Linked DNA regions of Mus musculus: regions 1, 2, 4, 5 and 6 are each linked to region 3. Evidence: chromatin contacts called from public promoter capture Hi-C data. All regions are on one chromosome and are shown on one strand. The core of a region is the stretch at or near the end of the contact, and the rest is flanking DNA. Distances in the headings are between cores, read along the strand shown. Region 1 holds the start of Tbx6 (T-box 6). Region 2 has its middle 9.5 kb from the start of Aldoa. Region 3 holds the start of Kat8 (K(lysine) acetyltransferase 8). Region 4 holds the start of Il27 (interleukin 27). Region 5 holds the start of Xpo6 (exportin 6). Region 6 holds the start of Coro1a (coronin, actin binding protein 1A).

Evidence for each region. Promoter capture Hi-C pulls out the DNA fragments that hold promoters and counts their contacts.
Region 1: a promoter capture Hi-C map of liver shows a contact between it and region 3, with 4 times the contacts expected there. The contact joins the promoter of Tbx6 here to the promoter of Kat8 in region 3. A contact is called at or near these places in 4 of 39 promoter capture datasets (the C10 cell line, liver, neutrophils and 1 more), 4 of 115 datasets of contacts at active chromatin or transcription factors (double positive thymocytes, regulatory T cell precursor, stem cell-derived neural progenitor cells and 1 more) and 1 of 9 other capture datasets (liver).
Region 2: a promoter capture Hi-C map of liver shows a contact between it and region 3, with 5 times the contacts expected there. The contact joins the enhancer-like site here to the promoter of Kat8 in region 3. A contact is called at or near these places in 3 of 39 promoter capture datasets (liver and pre-B cells) and 1 of 115 datasets of contacts at active chromatin or transcription factors (pancreatic cancer cells).
Region 4: a promoter capture Hi-C map of neutrophils shows a contact between it and region 3, with 2.8 times the contacts expected there. The contact joins the promoter of Il27 here to the promoter of Kat8 in region 3. A contact is called at or near these places in 2 of 39 promoter capture datasets (liver and neutrophils).
Region 5: a promoter capture Hi-C map of liver shows a contact between it and region 3, with 2.8 times the contacts expected there. The contact joins the promoter of Xpo6 here to the promoter of Kat8 in region 3. A contact is called at or near these places in 2 of 39 promoter capture datasets (liver and pre-B cells) and 1 of 115 datasets of contacts at active chromatin or transcription factors (pancreatic cancer cells).
Region 6: a contact with region 3 is called in a promoter capture Hi-C map of liver, with 4 times the contacts expected there. The contact joins the promoter of Coro1a here to the promoter of Kat8 in region 3. A contact is called at or near these places in 2 of 39 promoter capture datasets (both in liver), 1 of 484 Hi-C or Micro-C datasets (B cells) and 1 of 115 datasets of contacts at active chromatin or transcription factors (thymic regulatory T cells).

What each region holds. Positions count from the first base shown.
Region 1 is chr7:126,779,298-126,782,922 of GRCm38.p6, reverse strand. Tbx6 (T-box 6) reads right to left here and starts at 1,440. Exons shown (of 8, transcript NM_011538.2): 1 at 1,299-1,440; 2 at 976-1,210; 3 at 1-78. The coding sequence starts at 1,416. Ypel3 (yippee like 3) reads right to left here. Exons shown (of 5, transcript NM_025347.3): 5 at 2,413-2,896. The coding sequence ends at 2,807.
Region 2 is chr7:126,806,842-126,810,633 of GRCm38.p6, reverse strand. No RefSeq gene overlaps it. Among named protein-coding and RNA genes, the nearest start is that of Aldoa, 9.5 kb to the right of the region's middle. Within about 2 kb of position 1,398, at least 312 of the 459 cell types and tissues checked have an H3K27ac peak or open chromatin away from gene starts, as enhancers often do. A contact at or near this core is called in liver, pancreatic cancer cells and pre-B cells, where this site is marked.
Region 3 is chr7:127,911,177-127,914,766 of GRCm38.p6, reverse strand. It overlaps Kat8 (K(lysine) acetyltransferase 8), which reads right to left and starts at 2,250. Exons shown (of 11, transcript NM_026370.2): 1 at 2,025-2,250. The coding sequence starts at 2,235.
Region 4 is chr7:126,593,058-126,596,945 of GRCm38.p6, reverse strand. Il27 (interleukin 27) reads left to right here and starts at 1,924. Exons shown (of 5, transcript NM_145636.2): 1 at 1,924-2,066. The coding sequence starts at 2,036.
Region 5 is chr7:126,199,171-126,203,011 of GRCm38.p6, reverse strand. Xpo6 (exportin 6) reads left to right here and starts at 2,511. Exons shown (of 24, transcript NM_001311143.2): 1 at 2,511-3,113. The coding sequence starts at 3,111.
Region 6 is chr7:126,703,162-126,707,035 of GRCm38.p6, reverse strand. It overlaps Coro1a (coronin, actin binding protein 1A), which reads left to right and starts at 2,220. Exons shown (of 11, transcript NM_009898.3): 1 at 2,220-2,384; 2 at 3,862-3,874. The coding sequence starts at 3,863.

The DNA.
Region 1 (3,625 bases), core at 191-2,690, 1.1 Mb after region 3:
ACCACATCCAGAAGAAACAAGTAGCGGGCCTCTGGGTCCAGGCCAGTGACTGATACTCGGCAAGCAGGGAACATGCGCCTGCGCAGGGAAAGGGGAAGGAGGAGAGGCCTGGAGCTACCCTCTAACAGCTGTGAGCCCAGCATCAGTGAAGGAACTAGCAATAGGCACCTCAGTTTTGGCACGGTAAAGCCAGAGAGGTGTAACTAGGTTCTCCAGCAGAGTCTAAGAGCCATTGTACAGATGGGCAAAGGGGACAGACAGGTTAGGGGTTCTGACAGGCCGGAGCAGGTTAATCTCCCCACCTGCCCCTTCACTCTCTCCATCCTAGTTACAACATGGTACAATTCTGTCTCCGAGCCCTTGCCACATCCTGTCCAGGCTCCTGCCCCCTGCCCCCTGTAACTCTCTTTGCAGAAACAGTGGTAACTATTTTCTTCCTGAAGCCTTAGGAGCCTCTTGCTCCCCACCTTGGTGCAGCACTGACCTCTGTGGCAGCAAAGACTAACTTTCTTCAGAAATAATAGGTGCTGGGCCCTGGGGACAGGATTTAGCCTGGGGTTCAGGCCTTAGAGACCTTGCCAGAGCTCACACGGTAGGCAATCACCTTCCTTCAGGGTGAGCTGGGACTTAGTCACACACGGCCCCTGATCCTGGACAGATTCTCCCACACTGGTCACTGACTGGTCCTTGACCCTTCTCATAGGCTGTCTGCTTCTGAGTTAGGCCACATGCCAATCTACAACCCAGCCAGGCTGACCTTTCTGACCCTTGATAGAATGGCTCCTAAACCCAGTCACAAACTCGCCAGCCTGATCCTTAAACCTCGACACAGTGTAACTCCTGTTAGTCCAGGGTCACAGTGTCAGGCCATAGTTAGATTCTGCTGTCTGGGTTGTCCTAGCCCTGAAGGGGCCCCTAACCCTAGCTCTGTCCCAGGAATTCTCTTTTCTAAAAGCTGACTTGGCCGTCCCTCACCTGCCAGCCTTGGTGATGATCATCTCTGTCCCCACAGCGCTGAATTCCTTCCACAGTTCCTGGTTCTCCAAGCTCAGGCTGACCCCAGGAAGCGAGTGAAGGGCCTCTGGGGGTGGCGGTGCTGTCTCGGGGCCCAGAGCAGATGGGAGAAGGGGCAAAGGAGCGGCTGCAGCCAGAGTGTGGGGAGCTGCCTCGATCCCAGAGAGGAAGCAATCCAGTTTAGAAGTATCCAAATCTGGAGATGTGGGAAGAATGAGGATCCAGGGGAGGGCCACATATTCCCAGTTTCCTGCCCCTTACCCAGAGCCAATCCAACCGCTCACCAGGGTAGCGGTAACCCTCTGTCAGGGCAGGTGGGAAGGTGGAGTCTGCCCCAGGCTGGGGGTGTCCCAGACGGTAGCCAGTCCCCAGGGAGGGGTACAACTCTCGTGGATGGTACATGTTGTAGTTTCTTCTGGCCTTGTGTCCCGTTGCTAGAATCCGGGGTCTAAGGGATGCCCCCTTTATAGCTCACAGCACAGCCCCTTCCAAACCAGAGATCACAGCCCCTCCCCTCCTTGGGGCCCTGGAGGTGGGCTGGAATGGAGACCCCTGGGGCCTAGAAGGGGTCCAAGAGGAGGCCGGATACCTGGGTACCCTCCCCTCTCCCTCGCAGCTTCACTAGTCCCGACCCCCTACCCCCTCATTACATAATTAACTCCTCGGTCTGATTGATCCCTAGGGCTAAGACAGGGACGCAGTTTGGCGCTTCCGGCCAGCTGGTCTCCGTTCCCACGGTGGGGGCAGACCGGCTAGGGGGCAGGGGTGGGATCTGGATCCTGGCACCGAGCCTAGGATCCCGGGTTAGACCCTAAAGCCCCAGACTTTCTGGAAGGTGACCCCCTCCCTTTTTTTCACTTGGAGGACTAGCCTTGCGAAGTGAACGCGAGGACAAGTGCAGGGTTGATGTCTGAGCTGATACGCCAGACACTGGGCATCTTCAAGAGACCGAGGCAGAGGACTAAAGCCTAGAGTCCTCCCTGGTTTATAGTCTGAAAAGCCTCCAAGTCTCAAAAGTTGAGGGGCGTGCACAGTTACACATCTATGGTATCTCGTGCAAAAAGCGCAAGGTCTCACGCCGAGAACATTTCAACTACACTTCCCAGTAGGCACCGCGCCAGTCGCACGTAAAGGCCACAGGCAACCTGTGCTGGGATCCCTGGGAATTGTAGTTCAGACTGGGGCGGCAAAGCCAGAGAATTGGTGGTCTTCTCTGACGCTTGCCCCCGAGGAACGAAAGCCAGGACTAACATAGGCAAGATGTCAGGAGCAAGATTAGTTTGGTCTACTGTTCCTACTCCATTCCCCCTGCTGAGGGCTCTGAATGGAACCCATCTATAGGGAAGGAACTTGGATTCCAGGTCCCCTCTCTGTATTCCATGTGAGCCAGGGGCTGTCTCCATTCCATTGTTTTATTATTTACAAATGCTACAGAACGAGAACAGACACGTTGCAGGTAAGAGGGATCCAGTGGGAGAGATTCACAGAAAGGTGGTGCACCAGGGCCATGAGAGCAGCACACAGGCCTTATCTATGGGACAGGCAAGACAGGAAGGGGTTAAAAAATGAGATCCAAGCCAGCCAGATCGCAGGGAGGTGCAGGGGGTGGGGGTACAATCCCCCTCTTTGTCTCCCCCCAAGGTCACAGTGCATGCAATAAAATGTATGTACAGGAGCTGGGTCCTTCCCCTGTGGGGGCCCTGAGGGTCCAGAGCTCCCTTCAGGAGGAGCGAAACCAGTGGCTCCCCCTGGCGGCCAGGCCAGGCTGAAGCCACATGCGGCAGGAGCTAGGTCAGTCCCAGCCGTTGTCTTTGATCATGTGGTTGAGTTCAATGATGTATTTCCCCTCTTTGTACTTCTGGCTGCTCTCAAAGGCTTGCTCCTGGAAGGAGAGAAAGGGCTGCCAGGCACAGACAATACTTTTACCACTAGGCAATGGGGTTTTGGGAATGAATACCATTGGTCTTGGTTTATATATGAAAAACAAAAAACAAAAAACCCTGTGGCCCAGAGAAGCTCAGCTGCCTGCCCAGACACCACTTTTCCTCACTGGGAAGAGAGAGAACTCTGAAGCACGGGTAGTTCTGAAAATCAATGACAGCTCCAACAGGGAGGATTTGGAAGCCCCTACAAGATTTCAAGGTCCAAGGATTACAAACTGGTGGCCTAAGGGCCATTTCAACCTAAGGTAGTTTTGTTTAGATAGCAGAGAGCTTAATATAAACAACTTTAGGAGTTGGGGATGTTTATCTTGTGGGAGGGCCTGGATTCAATACAAGCACCACATTAAAAAAAAAAAAAAAACAATAAAACTTACAACTAAATGATAACTATATATATACTCACTTCATTTTGCCCCAGCCTGCTTTCTCTGCCCTATATCTACCCATTTATAAACCCACAGTATCTGCTTGCTCTTTTTTTGTTTTGTTTTTGCTTTTGTTTTTCGAGACAGGGTTTCTCTGTGCAGTCCTGGCTGTCCTGGAACTCACTCAGTAGACCAGGTTGGCCTTGAACTCAGAAATCCGCCTGCCTCTGCCTCCCAAGTGCTGGGATTAAAGGCGTGTGCCACCACGCCCGGTTCTGCTTGGTCTTATAGACATTTGAAGGA
Region 2 (3,792 bases), core at 149-2,648, 1.1 Mb after region 3:
TCTCAGCAAGCAAAATACAAACAAAAAAGAAGGAAAAAAAATTGTTGGGTTCAGAACGGAAGCTGAGAAAACTCACTTTAGAGAACGGAAGCTTAAAAATGGAAGTTTTATTTTCTTAGCGCTGAGGGAGGTGGGCAGCTCCGGATCTGATCCGAATTCCTGAAGGGAGACTGTCCAATATTTCTACAATATTTTTATAGGATGGGAACAAAAAGTGACGGGTAACAGGGTAGACTCTTGCATTGACCAATTATATTTTGACATAAAGGGTTAAAAAAGGAGGTCACTTTTGGTGACTGGGCCTTTCCCGGGTCATCTGGTTTCAGATCCTCGCGTCAGCTTTTGCAGCCTGGTCTCCTCCTGGACTCTGGTCTGGAATCTTGAAATGATAAGGGAACAAAGGAGTGGGCAAGTTGAACTAGTCAGTTAAGACTAGTAACACATGTCTTACTTGTGTGCCTTATGGCTTGTGTGCCTTAGTTTAGATAATGGAGATAACAGTATCTTCCTTCTCTGCATCCTTCACTGCTTAACAGACAAACACAAAACATCTGAGGAAGCAGGGTAGGAGTTGAGTTCTGGGGCCTGGGAACATGAGTTAAGTTCTGATTCTGCCATCCAGGTGGAACTCAGTCCTGAGATGGCTGAGCTCAGGAAACTACTCCCTAACAGAAATCACTTTGAAAATAATGCAAGGGCTGGAGAGATGATGACTCAGCGGTTAAGAGCACTGACTGCTCTTCAGAAGATCCTGAGTTCAATTCCCAGCAACCACATGGTGGCTCACAACCATCTGTAATAGGTTCTGATGCCCTTTTCTGGTATGTCTAAAAACAACTACAGTGTACTCATATAAATATAATAAATAAATCTTTTTTTTTAAAGAAAACTGCAAAAAGCGGGGGTTGAGGGGAGCAGAGAGTAATGCTGTTGAAGTGAGACGGGTTGAAAAATATTGATTCTTTCCATACAATTAACGAGGGAAGAAACGGTAGGCTTTGGGTAAGAGGAACGTGGTGCATAGTGTGTCCCCTCACTTGCAAGCCATTTAGAGCATCTGTCCTTTTCGAGGGAGCAGGGGAGTTGTCCTCCTTGTCTCCAGTTAATTCTTCTCTGGTTCCTCTCTGGAAAGTAAAGTTTAAAAACACAGTATGTCTGAGGCAGGCAGTTCTTCCTTTGCAGAAGAGGGAGTGGACCCAGCCTGTCTCCTACGACCTTCAGCATTCGACCAGCATCTCTCCAGGGCCAGCGGTGGCGAGAAGCGTGCTATTTCTGTCTAGTTACGGAGGGAAAGCTGGGAGCTGGCGATTACCTAGGGTCGAAGAAGGCAGGGCCAGTCCAATGAGGCGGGAATACAGTGTTTGGATCTCTGCGGCTGCCGTAGTCGCAGTACTGCGGTCCCCATGGCAACTGCAAGAAGCAGCGCCAACCTTCTGGGCGGTGCTGGCGCCTTGGCGGTTCGGACCTTAGGCGGCGCGGGATCTGTAAACTGCCCGCCGTCGATGGTTGTATGTGCTGTGGCCGCGTGGTCCGAGGGAGCAGGAACCTGGGGGCCGTGGAGGGAGGGCGTGGCCCGGCCGGAGGGGAAGGCGCTGGCTCTCCTGATCCTCGCCTGTCCAGTCTCCATCCGTGGGCCTCAGGTTTCCCACGCAGAACGAGAGAAAGAGATTGGGTACCCCGGATTAAGGGTACTCGATCTTTGAGCCCAGAATCTTCTCTCTTCTGCAGCTCCTGGACAGACTGGCGTTGCCCAGCCCCATGGACGTGAGTCCAGTGCTCTGTGCTCATCCGCCTCTGAGCTCGGACCAGGGGGGGGGCTTTCTATCCAATAAAAAGTCTTCTGGCTTAGGACAAGAGCTGGGAGACAGTGCCCAGGATGGACTTCCCCCCTGAGGTGGCACGTTTCTGGGATTCCTAGCAAGACAGTTTTTACTAGCACTCAGACAGCAGTACAGAGGCCCAGGAGCCAGAGCGAGGAGGGAACCTCTGGGAACTGCTTAGATTTCATCGTGATTGCGGGATAAGGGGTGGGGGTAGAGGCGTAGCCAGGGGCTGGGGTGGGGAAGCTTTGCCCCTGAAATAAACGTTGTTCTGAGTGGAGATGCCCGGGCAGCTGGTGCAGAAAGAAGCAAATTGGAAGAGGGGCCAAGGCTGAGAGCTGAAGGATTGGAAGGTTGTTATGCTGGAGTCAGATTCAAAACTCTGTGTAGAGAAGTATTCCCCAAAGAGCAGTGTTTCCCAGATGACTCTAAAGTGATGGCAGGTCCAGGATCGTGAGTGAGGATGTCAGGGGGACAGGCTGGGGAGTCAGGGTGTTGCTCTATTGCCTTCTCATCTAGTTCTGCATCCCTCCTGGCATCTCATCTCCTGCTCACGGCTTCCTCTGTGCTTCTCCAGGCCTCCCCTGGCCCGTGGAATCCAGCCCCGGCTTCCATCGGCCCTTCCTTGCAACTTCCCACCCCTGCTATCGTCTTCATCGCGGTGGGCATCTATTTGTTGCTGCTGGGCCTAGTGCTGCTGACTAGGCACTGTCTGCTGGTGAGGCGCCTGGTGTGGAAGAGAGGGTAGGCCTTGGGGAAGAGGAACCTGGTGATTAGTGGGGCCCCTCACCTGCAGGTCTTTATCTTGGGACACCTTTGTCATTTAGTCAGAGCAGCTGTCCTTTCCGTGGGAGCAGGGGAGTCTTCCTCTTGGACTCCGGTTAACCATTGTCTTGCCCGTCTCCAGAAATTAAAGTGGAGAGTTGTCCCCTCCCCGATGTCTGGCCCAGATCCTGAGTCTTGTCATCTCCTAGGCCCAGGGCTGCTGCACAGACTGCAGCTCCCCTTGCAGGAAACAAGGTGCCTCCGAGACCCAAGACTGTTGCTGGAGCTGTGCAGAAGCCTGTGACTTCCCTCTGCCCAGTCCCACCCACTGCCTGGATGCCTGCTGTCCTCATCTCAGTGAAGCTGTGAGTTCCATTCTTACCCCAGATTGCTCCCTCCGACCTCCGTCTGATCTGGGCCTTCATTTTCTTCAGTCAGCACATTCATTACTGAGCAGTAACCCTAGGCCAGGCACTGTCCCAGGTACTGAGTCATAGGCAGACAACTAAAAGCAACATAGTATCAGATTGTTTCTGGTGATGAAAGGTACTTGAAAGATAAGTGAATATAGGGTGAAATAAGTGAATAGGCGGGAGAAAGATGATTTGTGTGACAAGCCCATAAGCCCAGTACATAATCAGGGCCTGCTTCCTTTCTCTCTCTCTCTCTCTCTCTCTCTCTCTCTCTCTCTCTCTCTCTCTGTCTTTGAGACAAGAGTTCCTTCATTACGTAGCTCTGGTTGTCTGGGAACTAACTTGCTGTGCACACTAGGCTGTCTTTGAACTCACAAAGCTCCTCTGTTTCTGGAGTACTGGTACTAAAAGTGCACGCCACCATGCCCAGCCCAGAGTCAGGACTTCACCACACCCAGCCCAGTCGGTAGTCTGGACTTCTGTACAAGGTAGTTAAGACTGGGTGTAACATGGCCAAATGTGGGCCGGACCTGGCTCTGATCCCAAGAAAACACCCTCTGTCCATAGGCAAGTGTTCTGTTCCAGAGAACAGCTCCATTGCGCTCGCCAACAGAGCTGAGGATTTGTTTAAATCTAACATTACTTAACTTTTAAAGTTTTGTTTTGCAACAGGGCTTTGTATACTAGGCTGGCCTTAAATTCCTCATCTTGCTTCTGTCTCCCAAGTGCTGAGATTGTAGGTGTCCGCCAAAACATACCTGGCGTAATTTTAATTTTTTTTTTCACTTTTTAAA
Region 3 (3,590 bases), core at 1,001-3,500:
TCTTGTTCTCTAGTGTTTTCCCATTGACAGAGAAAGGCAGATAATTTTAACAGTATGGCTGCCGGGTGTGGTGGCGCACACCTTTAATCCCAGCACTTGGGAGGCAGAGGCAGGCGGATTTCTTCTGAGTTCGAGGCCAGCCTGGTCTACAGAGTGAGTTCCAGGACAGCCAGGGCTACACAGAGAAACCCTGTCTCGAAAAAACAAAAAACAAACAAACAAAAAAACCCAGTATGGCTGAGGTACGAAAAAGAAAAACGTGCCAGACCATGCAAGCAACTGACTTTGCCTGAAGGGGTCTAGAATGGGATCACCACAGGAGATAAAGAGACTAGGGGGGCTGGTGAGATGGCTCAGTGGGTAAGGGCACCCGACTGCTCTTTCAAAGGTCCGAAGTTCAAATCCCAGCAACCACATGGTGGCTCACAACCACCCTTAATGAGATCTGATGCCCTCTTCTGGTGTATCTGAAGACAACTACAGTGTACTTACATATAATAAATAAATAAAATAAAAAAAATAATAAAAAAAAAAGAGAGACTAGGGGCGAGAGAGATGGCTCAGTAGTTAAGAGCATTGACTGCTCTTCCGCAGGTCCCGAGTTCAAATCCCAGCAACCACATGGTGGCTCATAACCATCTGTAATGAGATCTGAGACCCTCTTCTGGGGTGTCTGAAGACAGCTACAGTGTACTTACATATAATAAATAAATAGGGGCTGGTGAGATGGCTCAGTGGGTAAGACACCCGACTGCTTTTCCGAAGGTCTGAAGTTCAAATCCCAGCAACCACATGGTGGCTCACAACCACCCAGAATGAGATCTGACTCCCTCTTCTGGAGAGTCTGAGGACAGCTACAGTGTACTTACATGTAATAAATAAATAAATTTTAAAAATAATAATAAAAAATAAATAAATAACTTTTTAAAAAACAAAAATTAAGAGATGAGTAAGAGCTAGCCAGGAAGACATGAGATTACTTATAGCAAGAGCAGGTGATAAAAGGCACATAAACACATAGTTTTGGCGGGCAGAGCAAGATTGGTCTGGCAATAGCCCTTACTAGAAGTGCCTAGAAACTGGAAAGGTCTCAGACACCTTTAATCCCAGCACTTGGGAGGCAGAGGCAGGCGGATTTCTTCTGAGTTCGAGGCCAGCCTGGTCTACAGAGTGAGTTCCAGGACAGCCAGGGCTACACAGAGAAACCCTGTCTCGAAAAAACAAAAAACAAAACAAAAAACAAACAAACCCAGTCTAAGGAGTTTAATTATGTTTTGAGACAAGGTCTCTCTATGTAGTCCTGGCTCTTCTGGAACTTGCTATGCAGACCAGGCTGGCCTCAAACTCACAGCCTTCCCAGGGCTGGGATTAAAGGTGTATGCCACCATGACCGACATTTATTCGTTTAAATTAGATGTATTTATCGTATTAGGGGGTGGGGGATACTCTTATATGGATTCTGAGGGCAAACAGTAAGAATCATTGTCTCCTTCTACCATGTGGGTCCTGGGGACAGAACTCAAATCACCAGACTTGGTGACAAATACCTTTATGTCCTGAGCCATCTCAGCTCGGAGTTTATTTTGAAGCCAGCAGCTTGAGGTTTATTTTGAAGAGGGAAAGAAAAGGAAGAAAAGATAAGGAAGATAAGGAAACGTGTTTTTAGGAACTGGGCTGTCCTCTTTGCTGGCGATGAGGGGGCAAGAGAAATGTAAAGACAGACAACAAAACACCAATGAAGGAACAGATATAGCAAAAAAAAAAAAAAATGAAGCCTGAAATCGAACCAGAGTGAATGTTCACAGGCCAACTCTGTATTCAGCTGACTGGTGGCTTTACAGGTGAAAACAAGCATGGCCTGACTCCAACCTCCAATTACAAAGTGGGCTTCTCAGCTCCCGAAATCCCGCCTTCTTACCTGAGTCACCACCCTGGCCCCAAGACTCCCAGCCCCACAGAGCGCCCATTCCTAGGCCATGCCCATTCCCTAAATCCCGCCCCTAGGCCCTGGGCCCCGCCCTCACGCCAGGTGCTATCCGGCCGCCGGCACAGGTACGTTTCTCCGATCTCCACGGTGACTTCTGGTTCGCCACGCGCCGGAGTCGGCGGAGAGACCCGGCCCGGGGACCGGGCAGGCCCCTCGACTGCTGCATTTTCCCCCGGGCCGGGCTCTCCCTCCCCTACAGTTCCTGAAGTTGTTGCAGCAACTGCAGCTGTAGCTCCCTGTGCCGCCATTGCTGTGCCGGAAGTGACCGGCCAGAGAGCCGCTTTTATTTCCGGATCAGTGGGGGCGGGCATAGTCTTGCGTGTTGGAGGTGGGGAGGTTGTGACGTGGCAAGGTTTTGTTTTGTGCGTACTGCGTGTGGCTGTTGTTGCTAAAAATTGGCCCAACTTGAGACAGGGTCTAATTACAGTCCTAACTGACCTGGAACTCGCTATGTAGACCATACTGGCCTCGAGATCCACCTGCTTCTGCCTTTTGAGTCCTGGTATTTAAAGACGTGCACCGCCACACCCGGACTTAGCTATTTTTGTGGAGTTGTTTGTTGTGACATAGCCCGGGCTGCCTACACACTTGCTGACCTAGCTCCTCCTGCCTTGGGTTCCCGAATGCTGGGATTAAAGGCGAGCATTCCTATTTCTTGAGAAAGGTTCTCAGAGGCTAGCCTGAAATTCATTGAACGTGCAGCAGTATCCTGGGGATTACAGTTGTACTCTATCACTGAATTAAGTTTTATGGGATGCTTGGGGCCAAAACCCAGGGCTTTTTATATGCTACCCACTCTATATTTGCGTCTCTCGCTCAGGGTGGGAGCAAAAACCAGTTGAGACAGGAAAAGAACAGGTGTGCCAAATAAACTACCTTCAAAATAAACTTACTCACTCTTTCTCTCTCTTTTTTTTTCAAGACCGGGTTTCGCTGTGTAGCCTTGGTTGTCCTGGAACTCACTCTGTAGACCAGAAATCTGCCTGCCCCTGCCTCCCATGTGCTGGAATTAAAGGCCTGCACCACCACTGCCCGGCAACTTCTTTTCTCTTAAGAATTTCATGTAGCGGGGCTGGAGAGATGGCTCAGCAGTTAAGAGCACTGACTGCTCTTATGAAGGTCCCGAGTTAAGACCCCATGGTGGCTCACAACCATCCATAACAAGATGTGACACCCTCTTCTGGAGTGTCTAAAAACAGCTACAGTGTACATGTATTTACATATAATAAATAAATAAATCTTTGAAAAACAAAAACAAAAAACCTCGAGCGTGGCCAGGGAGAACCTTGAGTGGTTGTCTAACCTCCACCTTTCAAATGTTGAGGTTAGGATGGCACCACACCAGGTTCATGCACTGCTAGAGATTGTACCCGAAGCTTCATTAATGTTAGGCAAACACTACCACTGAACATCTCCAGCCAAGAAGGGTTTGAGCAGGGAGACAGTGCCTGGAGAATCTGTAGTGACACTCCTCCAAGTACAGAATACCAATTCTCTGAGACTCAGTAAAGGTTAAACCATATATACATATGGTTAAGTCATAGCTTTATATAAGCTATATAGCAGCATTCAAGGTAAACTTATTGGTAGATGAATTGGAGTA
Region 4 (3,888 bases), core at 675-3,174, 1.3 Mb after region 3:
TGAGCCATCTGAGGTGAGGCAGAAGGCAGGGATCTTTTGAAGAGTAAACTCTTCAGCATCTGAAGAAGGGAAGAAGGAACAGCCAGGGTAAAGGCCCGAGGACCTGGTGTTCTAAAAGCAACAGAAGACTAATGTGTTGGAAGCGTGTGCACAGGAGCAGAGTGAGCAAGCTATAAGAACTTCGAAGGATCCAATAGAGATAAGACTTGTGTGAGGAGGGGATGAGCCATCCCCCAGAGAAACCGACAGCAGAGGGAACTGGTATAGGGCTCGGCTGCTCATAGGTGGAGCTGCTTGCACAACACTTCAAACAGCACTGCAGTTTCTGAGCCCGGACATATGAGGGTGCCTCCAACTAAAGGTTAAGAGAAGTGCTGAAGGCCAGAGGAACTGGGAGGGGAGGCCAGGGGCCCAGAAGGCTGTTCGTTTGCAGAGGGACAGACAGTGGGAGGACAGTGGACAGAACTGAGGGAGTACCAAGGATTGAGTGCTTTGTGGTGAGGAGAGGGGTGGTGTGCAGAAGAGTAGGCTGACCAGTGTGCTTATCCTCACCACACACACACACACACACACACACACACACACACGCACACGCACATGCACATGCACACACGCATGCTTATTGGCAGTGGGTGGAGGAGCTGCTGCTCCTGGGACTGATGCAGCAAACGCCTGCATGGACCAGGGCGTTCTGCTCCAGCTTCCCTCTCCTTCCCTGAAGCTCTCTAATAGCTTCCAGGACTTGCTATTTCCCTGGCACTGTGGCTCAAGAATCCTTAGATGGGCAGTTCCTAGGCAGGGATGAAGAGGTGCAATACCCGAAGGGGAAACCCCCTTAGTTTCTATCTCACAGCAAGAACCCAGTAGGGAAACCCCACAAGTCCCAAAAGGAAAGCAGGACTTTGGGGAAGAGCAAGAAACCCCCATGCTCTCTCCGAAGATGGGAAACCAAGGGTGTGGCTGAGAGCAGGTTGTGATGGAAGGAATGCTATAGTCAGGCCCCAGCCCTGAGAAGATCATAGGTTTCTGTGATCTTCATGGTGCTGAAGCGCTGGGATTACTGCAGGTTTTGGCTGAGCCTTGACCTGACCTCATGCAACCCCAAGCTGGCCACAGGCTGAACCTCAATTCTCCTTGGTTGAGTGCTTACCCTAGTGTAAGCCTTCACCTTACCTGAATCACAGCTTCAGTCAGAGACTGCACAGCTCTGTCCCTGATGAAGCTCTAAGCCTAACCCTGACCAGCCACAGCAGAAGGTTCATTGATAGTTCTGGCCCCAAACACGGAGAGACCACATACACTGGCCTCAGGCTAGCCGTGGAGTTTAACCTTAGATCAAGTTCTGACTCTTTCATATGGACTGACCCCTAATCCTATGTGACTCTGTTCATAGACGGAGCCATTGTCTGAATGAGGCTGATCATGAAACCGTGGCCTTGAGATGGGTCTCCTTCATCCATGATACTTACTTACAGACACCTGAATGACAGCTCTCAATGCAACAAACCAGTTCCTGCCCCACCCCACCCCCACCACAGACTCATCCAGCACCATGGAACTACAACTTCCCGCACACTCTTCAGCCATCTGGTAAACCAAATGAGGGTATGGATGAGTCACCTCCACTGAGTCCCCTCTTACGGGTAATTCCCTTACCTGGCCATCTGTCATTCACTGGACAATGGACTGCCATGGCCCTTGGATGCTCGTGACTGTGGAGAAGCACAAGGAGGTCGGGTCTTTTGAGTCCCACCAGTGGACAGTGCTGTGTGAGTGGCCAGAGTCTCAGGGGTGGGGAGGGGAGGGAAGGGCTGGACCTGGGTCTGGAGCTCAGATGGGCTGAAACCCCAGCTTCCTGCCACCCCCATGCTTCCCCCTCTGGGAAGGGAAATTACGTTTCCCCATTTTAGCCAGGGAAGACTTAGTGAACACAAAGCTGAAAGTACAAGTAGGACAGAAAGTGAAACTGGGCGCAGCCCCCAGTATAAGACCCCCCTACCCAGGAGATGGCTGCACACAGAGGCTGGGCCCTGACATGGGCCAGGTGACAGGAGACCTTGGCTGGCGTGAGTTGGAAGCGGCGACTGGGCTGAGGGCTGGGAGGTTTGGTGGAGCCCAGGAGAGGTTGGGAAAGTTTGACAGGTAGGGTTGGGGCAGAAAGTTGAGGGGCAACACGTTGGCCACGTAGACAGGCATGGCTAGCTGACCACGGGAATGAGACTAGTGTAAGTGGGCAGGGGTTAGAGCAGTGGAATTATGGTTGGCTGGGTAAGTGATAGCAGTGTCTGGGATGTGTCAGGAGGACTGGACAGGCAACCTGGCCAGGAGCAGGACTAAACAGACAAATGAAGAGTGTAGAGGGAAGAGGCTGAGAACCGAGGACAGTCAGAGGAACGGCACAGGGGAGCTGGTAAGAGCGGTGACTGGGACCAAGGGGGCAACCTCTCTGGGTAAAGGTCTCTAACTTACCCAAGGTCTGGAACTTAGAAGGTTGCCCAGTCTGCAGCTGGGAGCTGAAGGACTCGGAACAGAGTTGTAGGAAGAGGGGCAAGTTGTAGGCTGGGTAGGCTCAAGGGCTGGAGCATGAGGGCGGGATTCTCTACAAAGGGGTCTTGGGGTGTCTAGAATTTTGAGAGGTGGTAAGTGGGTATGAGCTGGCACACCTTAGTCTGGGATGTAATATTTACCAAGGCCTAAGGGTTCATGCCTTCTCCCCATCCTAGAGCTAGGAAGAATTCTATTTAGTCTCCAGGATATTAGGGAGTCAGAATGGTTCTCAAGCCAAGAAACCTGAATGCCAGAGATCTCAATCACTGCCCACTTCTGAAAGTACATGGGGAAAATAGATGTCGTCCCCCACGCCCCCAAGCTTTCATTAACTACTGCTGAGGGCACTTTAGGGAGGTTTATAGATTATGAATGGATAGAAGGGACCTGGAGAGGAGCAAGGGTGGGGAGAGACTTGGGGATAGTTTTGGTTTGGGTTTCGGGGAGAATTGTGTAACTCCCGCTTGAGAGAGAAACCACTGAAGATTGCCTTCTTCCCAGAGCTCCCACTTCACAGCCCTGCTCCCTCTTACTACAAATTGCAGGGCTTGAAGTCCCCTGAAAAGTCAGATAGCATGACTCTCACTCCACAGCTGGGAGCCTGGGACACAAAAATAAGAGGTGACCTGCTCAAGGCAGGATGAAGACACTAGCCTCCCCCTCCATCAGTGCCATCCCCACCACATGTCCCTTCCAGGACCATACTGCTAATTTACCCTAGAAGGGCTCAGTGCACAGTGGCATATTTTCCATATGAGTCCCTAGAATAGAACCACTGGCTTTGCCAGGTCTTCCCTAGGGCCCTAGGTCTGTTTAAAGCCTCAGGGCTGTCTGGGTGAACCCAAGGAATCCTTGGCAGAACACAGTGTTGCCACCTCTGGAGCAGGTGGGTTCTTCCTCTGAGTTCCCTGGGGATAGAGTACTGGCCTGTGTTTGGGTGGATCTGGAGTCCAACCCTGCCTCCCTGACCTCTCACTGACTAACCGTGGCTAGTCACTTTACCCAGTCTCAAGGGCTAGGGCACACACATGCAGTTATGTAGGCTGGGCACTGGAAAAGGCAATTGACTAAGGGATCTAGTTGGAGTGTGTGTATTAAGATCCTGCTTTTGGGGCTTGGAGGTGGTAGCACACACCTTTAATCCCAGCACTTGGGAGGCAGAGGCAGGCAGATTTCTGAGTACAAGGCCAGCCTGGTCTACAGAGTGAGTTCCAGGACAGCCATGGCTACACAGAGAAACCCTGTCTAGAAAACAAAACGAAACAACAACAACAACAACAAAGATCCTGCCTTTGGTGTTCTTACAACAGTGTGCAGAGTGACATGGGGGTAGCCTCTGTG
Region 5 (3,841 bases), core at 1,262-3,761, 1.7 Mb after region 3:
ATAAAGACAATATCCAATAAAAAATTAATTTTCAAAAAAACCCAACAACCTTACTGTTTTCCAAAAGGGAAGGGGGGAATCAAATTGTAATCCTGTAACTGTAAAACTCCATCTGGACAATCTCTAAACTAAACTATTTAGGAGGGTGAATTATGACAGGGTCTTTATGGTCCAGGTTGGTCTTACGGTCATATCAATCCTTCAACCTTCCAATTGCTGGGGCTCACAGTCATGAGCCTCTATGCCTACACCAAGCTTTTTTAAGTTTATGAGAAATAATTCCAAATTTCTCAGACAGACCACCTTCTCCCCTTCCCCCTGCCCCCAGCTTCTCTCTCTTTCACATTTTCATATTTGCTGGGGGAGACAGTAGAGAAATTACAAAATGACTGCTCCATTAGGGGGAAGGGTTTTATTGTTAATAAAAAAAAACATCCAGGGGCTGGAGAGATGGCTCAGTGGTTAAGAGCACTGACTGCTCTTCCTAATGGTCCTGAGTTCAAGTCCCAGCAACCATGTGACAGCTCACAATCATCCGTAGTGAGATCTGACGCCCTCTTCTGGTGTGTCTGGAGACCGCTACAATGTACTTACATATAAGAATAAATAAATCTTTTTTTTTTCCTTTTTTTTTTTTTTTTTGAAAAAGAGAGAAAACATCCAGAGGCCCCTGAAAGATTCCAGAGCAGAGAGAAAAAGTAGATAGGAGATGGGCAGGGCCATCTGGAGAGGAGAGAGTTGGGGAGACAGGGAGGAGGGGGTGGAAAATCATTAAGTTATAAGGTGGATGCGTAGGTGGGGGTGGGAAGCAGCCATGAAGTTTTAGGGTAGAGGGAGAAGGTGAGAAGGGTCAGGATGCTAGTGTGGAATCTTTGAAGTGAGTAACAAGTACTTGTGAATAGGGACCTCAGCAGCCTGGAGGCCACGTGGATATGCTGATAAGTGCCATAGCTATAAGTCAGTGGAGAGCCAGGTGTCCCTTCTGCCAGAAGTAAGGGAAAGGACTCCTTTTGGGGGAATAGGAACTTGTTTCACAAGTTTCCTAGGAATTCTGGCTTTTATCTAACACCAGAATTCCTTCTATAGTCCATCTTGAGCTCATTCTGGATATGTGGACTGCCTGAGACCTAATGTGTGTGTGTGTCCCTGTGCAAGCATGATACTAGTGTGGTCAAAAGACAACAATTTGTGGTAATTTATTTTCTCCTTCTTCAATTGGGTTTTGTTTTAGTCACTGTTTTATTGCTGTGAATATATACCATGACCATGACAACTCTTGTAAAAGAAAGCATTTAATTGGGGGCTTGCTTCCAGTTTCAGATGGTCCGTCTATCATCATGGCAGGGAACAGGTCGACATGCATGGTACTGGAACAGTAGCTAAAAGATACATCTGATTCACAAAAGGAGACTGGGTTTGCCATTGGCTTTTTTTTTAAATGTTTATTTATTTATTTATTTATTTATTTATTTATTTATTCTATGTAAGTACACTGTAGCTGTCTTCAGACACTCCAGAAGAGGGCATCAGATTTTGTTACAGATGGTTGTGAGCCACCATGTGGTTGCTGGGATTTGAACTCAGGACCTTTGGAAGAGCAGTCGGTGCTCTTAACCACTGAGCCATCTCACCATCCCTGCCATTGGCTTTTGAACTCTTTTTTTTTTTTTTCTGAGACAGGGTTTCTCTGTGTAGCCCTGGCTGTCCTAGAACTCACTCTGTAGACCAGGCTGGCCTCGAATTCAGAAATCTGCCTGCCTCTGCCTCCCAAATGATAGGACTAAAGGCAAGCTCCACTACTGCCCGGTGACTTTTGAACTCTTAAGGCCCACCCCGAGTGACACACATTTTTCCAACAAGACCACACCTAATCATTCTAATCGGTTTCAAATAGTGCCACTTCTGATGACTAAGCTTTAGATATGGGATAGGCATTCTTATTTAAACCAGTACAGGTTCTGAGGATTGAACTTAGATTGGGTTGTCAGACATAGTGGCAAGTACCTTTAAAGGCTGAGCCATATCCCATAAAAACTTATTTTATTTACATGCATGTTTGTGTACCTATATATGTGTATGCTATGTGAGTATGGGTGCAGGTGTCTCCAGAGTCCAGAAGAGGGTGTTGAGTCACCTGGTGTTGGAGTCTGGAATTAGGGATGAAGCCAATTTAGATCGTGACACTAAGTGTTTCAATTTCATCCTGTGACACTTTCTGGTCCTAGGACCCAGAACTGTGGACTGAATGAATAAGATCCCAGGAGAGCACAGACCAGCATCGCCGAACTTCTAGTCCGGTGTCAGGGTCCGGAAAGATGCTCAGAAAAGATTTGCGGAATGAATGAGTGAAAAGAAACGAAAGGGAAACCTTTCCTTTACCAAAATGGCCGCGTGTCCCTTTACCAACGCGGCGGTCCCTGGCCTCTTGGGCGGGGACGTGGTGGGCGGGGCCAGTGAACAGTCAGGTGCGGCCCCGCCCTCCTCTGCCCTCACTTGATTCCGGATTGGTCCGGTTCCAGCGCCGCAGCAGGCCGCGGGCTGAGGGGCCGCCTGGTGCTCGCCACTTCCGGCGCGTTGGGCTGTTGGCAGAGGGTGGCCGCGAGGGGCGAGCCGCGGCTACTGGTGGCGCGCAGGGATGCGGAGGGAGCCCGCCGCGAGGACAGAGGTGGCGAGGACAGCAAGGGCCCGCGGGCCTCTCTCCTGAGCCGGCCGCGCCGCCCAGGCCCAGGCAGCCTCTGCCCCTTCAGTCTCGGCTGAGGCCCGTCGCCGCCTCGGGCCGCGGAGGCCGGGGAGTCCCTGCCTGGGCCCGCAGCCTCCCTCTCGGGGGTCGGGCCCAGGCGGGGGGCCTCGTGTAGCCGCCTCTGAACCCCATTTTCTGCTTTTGCGTTTCCCCGGGGTGGGCCGAGGTCTGGATGAATCGCTTCGGGGGGTCCCCGAAGGGGCCCGTGTGCTCCTTTTAAAGGTGCCGGCGGGGCCCGGGTAGGGAACCGGTTGTCTTTGCATGGGCGGGGGACTCCCCGAGCCTGCCGGGACCATGACCTGAACTGTGCGAGCGGGACACGACGGATCCCAAGAGCTAGCTCACCTGAGCCATCCCCTTCCCGGCCAGCATGGTGAGTGGGTCCAGGGACCGGGTTGGAGGGGTGGCAGTGGGCCTCAGAGCAGCTGAGCCATCTCTTCTTCCCTGAGGCGGGGAGAGGCGCGTGCGAGCCTGGCCGGTGACACATGCGTGCAGGGTGTGCAACCGGCTGTACGCTCCCATTGCCCCCACCCCCACCCCCACTGGATGTCTTGAGTAGCGCCACGGATACAACCCCCTGCCTCACTGTTGGCTGTGCCCTTGTGCAGCAAGTCGTGATTATCAGTATCATTTATTTATTGATGGCATACTGTGTGTCATTTCCTTTGCTAAGTCAGTGGTATGTATTTTGTTAGTATATCAACCCCCTGATTGGAAATGGGGGATACTTGAGGCAAGAAGCAGTTAATTACTCTGCCCAAGGTCAGTTGACTCTTTTGGGTTAGTAGCACTATTTGAACATAAGCAATCTGTTATAGAACTGGCTGGATTTTTGGAGACCATCTGTCCAGCGGTAGGTTTGCGTTTGCAGAAATCTAAAGTAGTATTTGTAGAGGTTACTGGTTACGGATACAGACGATGGCAGAGTCAGCAGTGGGGTCTTTGGACATCTTGGTTGCTGTTCTTTTTGTTTTCTGCTCTGGCCTTTTCCTTGGAAAACTATGCATACTTTCAGGTCCCACTAAAAAAAACCTCTCTGAAAGGAAAATACCTCCTCTTCTTGCAGGCTTTTTAGCTTTTCCATAGTCCTTGGGGTTTGTG
Region 6 (3,874 bases), core at 971-3,470, 1.2 Mb after region 3:
CCAGGCTGGCCTCGAACTCAGAAATCCACCTGCCTCTGCCTCCCAAGTGCTGGGATTAAAGGCGTGCACCACCACTGCCCGGCCACGGTTTAGATTTTTAAGTTTTATTTTATGTCTGTGGTAGTTTGAATAACGATGGCCCCCAGAGGGGCTCATACGTTTGGATGCTTGGATCACAGTTGGTGGAGTGCTTGAGATTAATGTGGGGTCTTATTGGACATTGGAGGAAATGTGCCACTGAGAGTGGGTTTTGATGTCTCAAAAGTCCACACCAGGCCCAGTCTCTGTCTCTGTCTCTCTCTGTCTCTCTCTCTCTCTCTCTCTCTCTCTCTCTCTCTCTCTCCATGACTGTGGATCAGAATGTAGAGCTCTCATCTACTGTTCCAGGACTATGCCTTTCTGGCTCCCCCCTCCCCCGCCCCCCAAGGTGATCATGGACTAACTAACCCTCTAAAACCGTAAGCAAGCTCCTAGTTGAATTCTTTCTTTTATAAGACTTGTCTTGGTCATGGTGTCTCTTCACAGCAATAGAACAGTAACTAAGGAAATGTGTGTGGTTGTTTTACATGCCTGTATGTATGTGCATCACATGCATGCCTACAGATGGTTTGTAAACCACCATGTGGGTGCTAGGAATGAAATAAATCCTGGTTCTCTGCAAGAACAGTGAGCGCTCTTCACCACTGAGCTGTCTCTCTAGCCCGGCACCTAGCTTATGTGATGCTGGAGGCCATGCCTTTATGCATGCTATGAGGTGTTCTGCCAGCTGAACTCCATTCTCAGCCCCATTACTGTTATCACTTTAGCTGGAGACTCTAGAGTCGCTGGCTACAGTCACAGAGCCTCAGGCACTATCCAACCCTGTACTGAGTAACTGCAGAACACTTCAGACTACACCTTACGCACCGCACCGTTAGCTGTGAGGTGGGCAGGACTTCTTGTTTCTCTCCTACAGAAACTGAGGTTCAGGGAGGTGGGGCCTCTTGGCCAAGATCACACGGCTAATCAGTACAACTGGAGCCCCTTCTGTTCTTTCGAACTACTTCTACCTTAAAGAAGAGTTTCTTCTGACTGGGTCTTGCTATGTAGCCCAGGCTGGCCTCCTGCCTCAGCTTCCTGACTACAGATGACTGTCAGCACACCTGTGTCCTTGAGCTTTGCTGACACTGCGCCTCAGCCCCCTACCCTTCTCCAGAGCCACTTGTGGTGTTTCCTCTTCCTCCCAGGATAGCCCAAAGCTTTGGTAAATGGCAATAATGAAAAGAACCAACATCTTTTGGGTTTTTGAAACAGGGTCTCACTATGTAGCCTTGGTCTGGAGCTTACATGTGGACCAGGCTGGCCTTGGTTTCACTGACCCTTCTGCCTCTGCCTCCGTAGTAATGGATTTACAGGTGTGGGCCACCATATCTGACTGTAAGACCCCAACACTAATTAATACCTGCCACTCTGTAGATGCAAATCCAGCTATCCTTGGAGTGACCATCTCCATACGAAGGCAGGTAAGACTGTTATAGACAGGAAACTGGGGCTGAGATTAAATTAACCTGCCCAAGGTCACTCAAATGAGTGACAGCCAGGAGTCACAACAATGGTTCCAGCAAAGGCCTTTCTTCCTCTGCCCTTGCTACCGTGACAACCCACTCCCCTCAAGGGACAGGAATGGACCACAGCCCAGCTGTGTGTGATATCAGACTTCTGTGTGTACTCAGTGGCTTTTAAACTGTGTCAGACGGACTCCCGACTCCCTCTTCTCATGGCCCGAGAGCTCTCTAGAGGGGGAGCACTACTCATTTGCCTCCATAGCCCCAGCACAGAACAGGTGCTCCATAATGCCCAGTTATTTTACTTCTTCCGGGCCTCAATGCCACGAAGCAGAGGACAAGGGTGTCCCCGCTGAAGCCCTAAATCCCTAGAAAGGAGAAATGACCCCCCCAAGGCCTCCCAGAAATCCATTTGGGGTAACGACAGGAGAGGTCCCTCCTGTAGCAGAGAAGGCTCTCAAGCTGGTTGAAGCCGTTCTAAAGCTTTCTCCGGTGCCAGGGAAAGGACCTCGAGGAGGCAGCGGGCGGCTGGGGGAGGGATGAAGGAACGGGATATTTTTGCGTTCTGACATTAAAAGAAGAGTTGATTCGCGTCAGCATCTGTTCGGGGGTTGGAGCTGACAGCATGGGGAGCGGTCCCAGTCTTGCAGCCCTGGAGCGAAGGGCCGGGCCTCCATGAGCTCCGCCCAAAGGGGCGCTACCACCCGGAGGAGGCCGGCGCACGGCCGCTGCTCATTCATTGTCTTGACAGAGCATCCTCGGTGGCCAGCCTGCAGCTCCTCCATCCTTCTCTCCTTCCTCCTCTACTTGGGAGGGGTCACGCTCAGCTCTCCGCAGCAGGTGAGGCTGGGCGCCGGGGGAGGGCTGGTCACAAGGGCCAGGCAACGCTGCCATGGGCCACCTGTGGGGCCAGCGCCAGTGTGGGGGCAGGACTGTGGGACTGTGGGGGCGGGCGAGCTGTCAGAGCCACCAGGCTGGGGACAGAGAGCCGGTTTGTGAGCCCCGCCAGGAGGATCGAGGACGAGGGAGTTCGAAGGGGCAAGTAGGTCCCAGAGTGCTCCAAGGTGAGGGCTAAGGACCATCGTGACCAAGATGGAGGTGGGCTCCTGGGAGCGGCCGTAGCTGGGCTCAGAACCTATGCCCCGGGGAGGGAGCTTCTGAAGGTGGGGGATGCAGGGTGGGGTGAGCCAAGTAGCTGCCCTGAGCTTTGAGACAGGAAGGGGTTGAGTGCAAAACAAGACTAAGTTCCCCTTTCCGTGGTTTCCGGGCTTGGTACCTGGGTGGGGGAGGAGGCCGGGTGGGGCACATCTTCCGCCCCTACCTTGGATTGGGCTTTCCTTCTCCCAAATCCAGACTGCTCACTGGGGTCTTGTGTCCCCTTCCTGTCTTGGAGACTTCACTCAGGCACTTCACCTGCTTTTATTTTTAATAGACCTGGGAGCCTCCTTGGTGATACCGGGGTGTGCGAGGACTGGAGTCCCAGCACGAAGGGGCTGAGTCCCCCATTAAGGCAGAGCAGATGGGTGAGGCTGGGGAGGTGGATAGAGGCTCTGGGCAGGATGCCTTCCACAGCGCAGCCGAGGTTCCTTTACTGAGCAGGAAGGAGGAGGGATTGGGCACAGGATAGAGGCAGCCCCTGGGCTTCACTAGCTGGCTGCCTAGCCACAGTGGGTAACCATCTTAGCGGACCTCAGGGAAGTCAGGGTGGGCCTCTCCTGAGTGTAGTTTAACGGAAGCAGAAATGGCTCAGAAGAACATCTGCTTTTTTTCTGAGCGGAGGTTAGGAGCAGAGGTCTGGGGAGATGCTGGGACCCAAGCCATTGCTGCTTCTTGTAGCCAGAAACCTGGGGAAGCCATCCTGCTACTGCATCCCTTCCTAGGCAAGCTGGCTTGCATCCCTCTGTGTGCCATCCCTGAGCTGGAAGGCCAGGGAGAAGCCCTGCCCTGCCTTTAGGAAGCTCTGTGTGAGGGATGTGGGATCTAGAAGAGTTCGATAGGAGGGAACCTATCTCCAGACTGTCTGGACCACTAGGAAGGAGGCACTGTGTCTTAGTCAAGAACCAGACCCTTGGAGCCACACCATAGCAGGCTGTTGTAGGGGCTGATGGTGCAGGATTGAGGGTGTGGCTTGAAGTGCCTGGGAATTTGACAGAAAAACTGGGGAGGGTAAGCAGGGAGATAAGCAAGCTGTCAGTCATGGTCAGGGTGCCTCAGACGCCATGCTGGAACCCTCAAGGCCAGGCCAAGGGTTGCTCTGGGGATGACAAAGTGCGGCTGGGATTGACCCAAAGAAAAGTTTACAATCTGTATCCTTCAGGATGAGCCGGCAG